Regions from separate parts of the Mus musculus genome. Here region 1 is linked to region 2. A link is a contact called in public promoter capture Hi-C data. All regions are on one chromosome and are shown on one strand. The core of a region is the stretch at or near the end of the contact, and the rest is flanking DNA. Distances in the headings are between cores, read along the strand shown.

Region 1 (4,089 bases), core at 851-3,350, 360 kb before region 2:
CTGAGAGCCACACATAACTCCACAAACTTTCTTGGGGTTAGACAGGAATTTCCAGGTGAAGAGTCGGCCAGTTCACAGGCCACAATGGGGGCAATTTCAACAGAGTTCTCTCGTCCAGCCCCCTTATTACACACTCTGAATGTGCCAGGGAGGGTCTGTTATTTGTGTCTCAAATCATAACAAGCACAGCAGTCTCTCAGGGTGAGGTGCAGACTTAATTCACTTTTGGCATTGTAAACCAGCTAACTGACACGCAGTTACACTGCATAAGGTATGTTTGAGCAAATAGCGATGCATGAATCAGCCAGTGCCCAGCATTGTAATGGGTCCCACGGGGGACAGGAGGGAATGGCTTTCATAATGCAAATCCAGAAATATTTCATGGGTTATAGTTACATAGCCACAGTGTCTGCTCTGGGTTGGTAGAAGAGTCCCTGCGGTAGAAGTATGGTTAGTTGGCAGCTTCGGGAGGTAAAGCCAATGTTTTGTTTAATAAAGGCATTTACAGTAAATATAGCCCTTCAAGATGTGCTTATGTTTGAGCTGAGCAAGCGCATTGTATTAGCTACTTTCAGGGATGCTCAGACAAACCTGACAAGAGCATCTTCAGGGAAGAGAGGCTTTGGTTCTGCTCCGCAACGCTGTGCTTCTCTGTATCTGCCTGCGTGCTCATCTCTCCAACTCTGGTTTGGAGATAAAGGCATGGAGTGCGTGTTGTTCCCCGTCCATTCCCCACCTCAGAAGCCTTCCCATATAGAAGGAGAATAAATCTCAGTTTCATTGTGGATATGGATCTGGAAGAAGATGAAACTGATTGTCACTGGGCCATACAACCTGTGAGGTTGGAAAAACAGAATCCGGAGGTATGGGTGTCAATCTAATTCTGTCCCCAGTAGACACTAGACCTCCTCTGAACAGGAAGATGGGTATCCAAAAAGTCTTCCAGCTCCAGAGTTCTCATTTCTTCATGAGCTCACAAATACGCACAGTTTAACAGATTTAACACACACTCGTCCCTCTGCTCTGAGGGTGACATCCTGGGACAGTGTGATACCAGGAGGGTGCGTGCACTGGCCACCTTCTTGAGGTTATTACTGCGACAGAGTGTCATAGTTAGGGTTGTACTGCTGTGAACAGACACCATGACCAAGGCAACTCTTATAAAGACAACTTTTAATTGGGGCTGGCTTACAGGTTCAGATGTTTAGTCCATTATTATCAAGTCAGGAGCATGGCAGCATCCAGGCAGGCATGGTACAGGCAGAGCTGAGAGTTTTACATCTTCATCTGAAGGCTGCTATGAGAAGACTAACCTCCAGGCAGCTAAGATGAGGGTCTTATAGCCCACACGCACAGTGACAAACCTACTCCAACAAGGCTATGCCTTTTTTTGTTTTTTGTTTTTTGTTTTTTGTTTTTTGTTTTTCTGAGACAGGGTTGGCTGTCCTGGAACTCACTCTGTAGACCAGACTGGCATCGAACTCAGAAATTCGTCTGCCTCCCAAGTACTGGGATTAAAGGTGTATGCCACCATGCCCGGCTAAGGCCACGCCTTCTAATAGTGCCACTCCCTGGGCCAAGCACATACAAACCATCACACAGAGGCAGCCAGGTTAATGAGAGCAAAGTTGCTGAAGCCTGGCAAAGCCTTCTCTGAGCTGTCTCTTTCTCAGATTGCTCATAGAAATGACAACAAACAGACGGGGGTGAGGGATGTTGCGAAGTTCAAATTGTGTCTGTCTGTCTGTACTGTAGCTTGAGCATCTGCCTGCCAATTAACTCATTTGATCCCTAGAGAAATTCTGCAGCATGGGTAGTATTTTAAAGTTGAAAAGCAATGGGGTGGGGACAGAGGGCTTTTAAAAACCTACCCACGGGTCACATGGCTTACCAGCAATGCCATCCAGGTGAACCTCAAAGGATGTCCTCCCCCACCTTCTTCCACCAACACGTGCTTTTCTGGATGAGCCAAATGGCAGAAAGATTGAAGACTGATTCTGGAACTCCCTCCAGAGGCGTGTCCTCCCAGTTTTGGAGGTTCCCAGAAAGGAGGTGGTGCTGGCTCCCCGGGCAGCTAGCCCAGGCTCTGGGCAGTGAGAGGGAGGGAGATCAGGCCACCACGAGACAGAGATGGAGACCAGCAGCCTGTGGCCCCCGAGGCCCAGCCCCAGTGCAGGGCTGAGCCTGGAGGCGCGGCTGGGCGTGGACACTCGCCTCTGGGCCAAGGTGCTGTTCACCGCGCTCTATTCGCTCATCTTCGCGCTTGGCACAGCCGGCAATGCGCTGTCCGTGCACGTGGTGCTGAAGGCGCGGGCGGGTCGCCCCGGGCGCCTGCGCTACCACGTGCTCAGCCTGGCACTGTCAGCCCTGCTGCTACTGCTGATCAGCGTGCCCATGGAGCTCTACAACTTCGTGTGGTCCCACTACCCCTGGGTCTTCGGCGATCTCGGCTGTCGTGGCTATTACTTCGTGCGTGAGCTGTGCGCCTACGCCACGGTGCTGAGCGTGGCCAGCCTGAGCGCAGAGCGCTGCCTGGCCGTGTGCCAGCCGCTGCGCGCCCGCCGCCTGCTCACCCCGCGCCGCACCCGCCGCCTGCTGTCACTAGTCTGGGTCGCCTCTCTGGGCCTTGCCCTGCCCATGGCGGTTATCATGGGACAGAAGCACGAAATGGAGAGGGCCGACGGGGAGCCTGAGCCTGCCTCGCGTGTGTGCACGGTGCTAGTAAGTCGCGCCACGCTCCAGGTCTTCATCCAGGTAAGGGAGTGGGGAGTGGGGTACAGTAGAAGGGGAAACCTATGTCCTACAGTTAGCCTTTAACACACACACACACACACACACACACACACACACACACACACACACACACACACACACTGGGGTAGTGAAAGAAACTAAAGCAACTCCTCCAGGGTCCTTCCCAGATATTCAAAGGACCAAGGAAGGGTGCAAGCAGCATCCCTTCACTACCCGTGAGCACACAGAGGATCTGGAAGGGTAAACATGTGAAAGTGCAGAAAGGCATGCTGGCTGGTGCATCAGGACATGTGTGGGATTAGGGGCTGCATAGATGACTGGACCATCATATCTTCTGCATTGAATTCCTGGCCAGGTGTGGACTGGAGTCTTGCAGCTATTGCTTGAGATTTTCAAGTCCGGGTGTGCCAGAACAATGGATTAGACTAGGGGCACACATATGGTGGTAGAACAGAAGGGTTTGTCAGGAAGAAAAACACTTGCACAACTGAAGTGGATACAGAGCAGAAGAGGAGGGAGCTGTTAGAAGCTCAAGGGCACTGGCCAGGAGTAGAGTATGTGCCATTTGCACAGCACCTGCCTTCTCCCACATTTATAATCCATGAGCTTTTTCTACTGTTTTGTCTCTTATGTGTAGCTGTTGGTGAGGGTCCCCAGCCTTTCTCTGCCATTGGTTTCTTTCATATTAATCTTGATACCTCTTTCTCTCCACCCTATTCTCTTGCCACAGTACAAGGCTGCGGTGCCTGGCATAAAGCTCCTTTTCTCTGCACCATCCTGTGTGTATCATCTGGGTCTGGTGGGCAGGAAGGGAGGAGTCTAGGACCTATTCATCCGTCCTTCACTTACCACCTCCCTCTTCACCCAAGAGAAACCATGGAAAGAGCCAATTGTGCCCATGTTTAACCATGTCCTACGGGGCTGCCTTTTCCCTATCTGGTTCAAGTTCTTCTTGAATGGGGACAAGGGGACCAAATGCCTAACAATAGTTTGCTGGTAATGGATTTGCTTTAAAAGGAGTTTGGCATTTGAAACATCATGTCCATCTCTAGAAAGAGAGTTCAGCCATTATCTGGGAGGAAGGGAGGGAGTCCAAGGAAACTGAAGGGTTCCAGTTGGGACACTGTTGGAAGAAACTTCAAGTTAAGAAAAGGATTCAGGACAGGGATGGTGAGGAAAACAGGGACACTGAGTCAGAATTATCAATTTGCTGGCTCCCAGGAGGCCCTATTTCTGTTCTCTGTCCCTGTTGGGGCAGAACGGAGTGCTTGTCTGTTGGTGTGTGTCATTCACATGCCCAGATTTGCATGGATGTCAAAAAGAAGGCATAGATGT
Region 2 (4,291 bases), core at 1,048-3,547:
TTTCCACCATGATGATCACAGATTCTATCCCTCTGGAACCACGAGCCCCAAATTAAATACTTTTTTATAAGCTGCCTTAGTCATGGTGTTTTATCATAGCAATAGAAAGGTAACTAAAACACCATGTTAGGACTCAGCTTTACATACTGCAAATTTTTAAAGAATGCACATGTGTCTGTATGTGCACTGCATACTGTGTGTGCAGTACCTGTGGTGACCAAAAGAGGGTGCTAGATTCCTTAAACCTGGTGTTGTGGGCAGTCATGAGCCGCTAGATGTGGGTTCAAGCAACTGAACTTGGGTCTTCTGTAAGAACAAGTGATCTTAACCGTCGAGGCATCGCTCTAGTACCAAGTTTACATATTTTAATGAAGTCTTTTGGGGTAATAGTGCTCCCCCACAAAGGCCATGTTAGGAGGAGAGTGAATGCCCTGCGTCTCTCCTGTGTCCTCACACCACAACCAACACAGGGGGTGGATTCTGCCAGATATTCCAGGGACACCCCAGCTCCCCGGAAGCAATTCTAAAGCAATAGGGAGCACCCTCTAATCCCATTTCTATCTCGCTAGTGACAGTGTCTGATTGACAGCTTGACAACTCCACTCCAATACTATCACCAGTTGCCAGCCTAGGGTTGTGTTTCTGACCATCTAATTAGGTGGACGGAGGCACTAAAAACAACCAGTGAGCATCAGCAGGGTTGGTGAGAACTTGGAGTCCTTGTACACTGTTAATGGAAATGCAAAGTAGGGCAGAAATTGTGAAAAACAGCAGGAGAGTCCCTCCCAACAAAACTAGAACCGGTTCCACTTCTGAAAATTTTATCTGAAAAATGGGAAGCCAGGTCTCAAAGGGAAATCTGCTCTCCTCTGTTTGCTGTGACACCTAACAACAGCCAACATGTGAAAATGATTTTTTTTTCATGGAATAGAATATTACTCTGCCCTGAAGAAGGAAATTCTGACATGTGCTTATGTTTATGTGAATGAGCTCCTTGATGGAGTGACTGCTACCACCTTGAGTCTGATCGCCAGACTAAAGGAGGGGCGAAAAGAAACTAAAAATGCAGCCACCGGCGTGTGTATTTGGAAAGCCTTCATTTAGACTTTTCACAGTTTTAAGTGGTTGCTCAGTAGCCATCTTCCTTCCCACTGGGCTTCAGCCACTCCACAGTCTTTGGTTTTGTCTTACTAACTTCAAACTCACACTGGGCGTACAGCTCTGAGTCATCATACTTGCCTAGTCTACCTACTTCTCTTGGGGTCCAGGAAGCCAGGCCCCCTTGGAACTCTGGGCAAACCTACCAGGCTTCTCCTGGTATCCATCACTGAATGAAACCAGGAAGGAAGCTCCCTACCCCCACCTCCACCCCCAGGCCAGAGTCCCGCCCCAGGCAGTGCCATGGCTTCCAGCTGCCAGCTTCCTCCCAGAAGAGGAGGGACAGAGAGATTGTTGTGTGGCCATAGATGGGACCAGAGCCCTGTCTATACCTATATTCCCAGCTATCTGTTGGGAATGAGGCCCTAGCTGCTTTAGTCACAGTCTGGGTCTAGGCTGGCCTCTCTTGCACCCTACTTCCACGTTCTCCCCCTCTGATCTTTCCATATATTCTGAACTCTTTCCTCTGCACTTTCTCAGACCCCCCAAGGTGGATGGAGATGTGAGAGATTCGGGGAGAAGGGGGGGCAGGACACTCACCAACGCCTCTGGCCTCGTGCTTCGGCTTCCACAAGCTCCCTCCACAGCTGGTCCTGTTGCACACCCAGGGCTGGGGTCCCCTGGCAACCACCGGCGAGAGCCCTGCTTGCAGCAGGGCCATCCCCCAGGGCCGCAGAAATTGAGGCAAGCTGCCTGGTAGGGGGCGGTTTGTACCCAGCGGATGTGGTTCTTGGTAGCCCACGATGTTGGCTGCCCATGGGGGACTGGAGAATCAGGAGAGGGAGAGAAAAGAGAAAGACTGGTTGAGACTTTCTGCCTGAACCCAGGATAACCTGCACAAGGTGCTCCCGCTTCGTCCCTCACCGGATTTCGAGCTCAGAGAGAGTGACTGATGGGGGACAAAAACTCTCCAGGCTGGGGCAGCATCTGCGCCCAGCTGTGTTTTGCAGCCCTGCTTGTGTTGACTGTCGCCCAGGGAACAGGCGACTCCCAAGTGCGCATGCGGAAGGGGCGGACCCACTGTGCGCCCTCCAAAGACTTCGGAGCCACTCGGTGGGGTGCAGATGGTAGGTGCTTTGCCCAGCTCTTCCCCTGGGCGGGAGAGCGGGACAGTGTCTGCTGAGTCTCCAAAAGCTGTGAGTGCTCCGTGTTCCGCAGAGCTGGTGAACTGGAGCAAGACCCTGTGCTGCCCCCTGGTGGAGAACTCAGGGTCCCAGACGAAGGGACGAGAGACCAGGGGCAGGAAGAGAAGACATCTTAGGGTTTTTAATTGCTGTGATGGAATATCATGACCAAAGCAAGTAGGGAAGGAAATGGATTATTTGGCGTCCACTTTCATATCGTAATCTATCGCTGAAGAAAGTAAGGGCAGGGACTCAAACAGGGCTAAAACCTGTAGATAGCAGCTGATGCAAAAGCCATGGAGGGGTACTGCTTACTGGCTTGCTCCCCATGGCTTACTCGGCCTGCTATCTTTTAAAAATTTTTATTTATTTATTTTATGTATGAGTGCTCTATCTGCATGTACACCTGCATGCCAGAAGAGGGCATCAGACCATATTATAGATGGTTGTGAGCCACTATGTAGTTGCTGGGAGTTGAACTCAGGACCTCTGGAAGAGCACCCAGTGAGCTGAGCTATCTGTACGACTGAGCCACTCTCCAGCCCTCAGCCTTTTATGTTTTAGAACCCAGGATCACCTGCCCAGGGATCACACCATACATAATGGCCTGGGCCCTCCCCATCAATCACTAATTAAGAAAATGCCTTACTAGCCCCACCCCTTCACTGGCAGTAGCACTCAGGCAAGCTGGCCCTGCACCTCAACTGGGCAGCATAGTGGTCCTAATAGTGAAGGCAGGGATGATCCAGCCCTAAGGGTAAGAGGGCAGGAGAACTAGCCCAGGCCCTTGAAGGCTGCAGCCCTAGGGAGAATGGGCCACAAGCCTTGACTGGGCAGCACAGTGGAGCTGGCTCTGGAGGAGTGGGAGCACATGGGCCTGCCCAGAGGGCATCAGGAAAGGAGAGCAGAACCTGCCTCCTGCCCATGTCAGCACTGGGTGGTCTAGCTGGAGCAGCGCTGGAGAGCTCTCCCTGGAGGTGCAAAGAAGGGAGAGCTGACTGAGTGCTAACCACCCCAGTTACCACCTGGGCCCAGACCCAGGGCTCTGAATTGGCCCACTCCAAAATCTTTATCATTTGCAGATGGTTGGGACACATGAAAGGGCCAGTCCTGCTGTTCCAAAGCTGCAGGATCTCCATGACACAGAGCAACAGTATGATGACCAGGAGGGGGTCCCAATGAGGATTCAATACTGATGTGTCACAGAAGCCAGAGATCTCCAATCAGACCAATGACTCGTTGCGATGAACATCTGCAAGTGAAGATGTGTGGACAGAGGGATACACTGTGGGACACACGGTGCCACACTGCAGCTTCTATGATGAGATGCTTTCTATGCCTTTCTTGTGTGTGTGTGTGTGTGTGTGTGTGTGTGTGTGTGTGTGTGTGTGTTTGTGTGTTTATTGGGGGGGGGGGAGGTTGCAAGGGCAAAGGGTGGGGAGATAAGTGGGACTGGGGTGCATGATGTGAAATTCACAAAGAATCAATAAAAAGTTTTTTTTAATGGATTATGGAGGAAGGGGGGGGAGAAAATGCCTTACAGCTGGATCTTATGGAGGCATTTTCTCAACTGATGCTACCTCCTCTCTGATAACTGTAGCTTGTGTTAAGTTGAGGTAAACTAACCAGGGCAACAATGTATGTTCCTTCTGAAAGCCCAGAGAGCCCACAGCATCCTGTCATTGATACTGAGGAGCCTCCCAACAACCCCAGGCAGCTTTTGTGGACATAGGTCCTACACAGAGTCACACTGAGGCCCACAGTGGAATCCAGTCTACAGGGAAGAATACAACCGGAGTGACTGTCCAGGCAGCCTGAGTTTAGCTTATAAAAGGCACATCGAGGACTTAAGAGTGGGGGTCCTGCTGTGGACTCCACTTCTGTTCCTTCTCTAGTCCCAAGCAGCCCAACCCCGTCTGTGGCACCAGTGGCTTCTTCATCCAGCTCAGCCAAACTCAGACCCTCCCATCACGCTGTTCCAGGCACCCTCCTTTCTTCCTCGTCACCAG

Evidence for each region. Promoter capture Hi-C pulls out the DNA fragments that hold promoters and counts their contacts.
Region 1: a promoter capture Hi-C map of neural stem cells shows a contact between it and region 2. The contact joins the promoter of Ntsr2 here to the promoter of 2410004P03Rik in region 2. A contact is called at or near these places in 5 of 39 promoter capture datasets (cranial neural crest, embryonic stem cells, neural stem cells and 1 more) and 3 of 484 Hi-C or Micro-C datasets (all in embryonic stem cells).

The regions. Positions count from the first base shown.
Region 1 is chr12:16,651,370-16,655,458 of GRCm38.p6, forward strand. Ntsr2 (neurotensin receptor 2) reads left to right here and starts at 2,101. Exons shown (of 4, transcript NM_008747.2): 1 at 2,101-2,754. The coding sequence starts at 2,131. It also overlaps a transcript of Lpin1 not described here.
Region 2 is chr12:17,009,430-17,013,720 of GRCm38.p6, forward strand. 2410004P03Rik (RIKEN cDNA 2410004P03 gene) reads right to left here and starts at 2,298. Exons shown (of 5, transcript NM_001201332.1): 1 at 2,023-2,298; 2 at 1,699-1,922. The coding sequence starts at 1,916.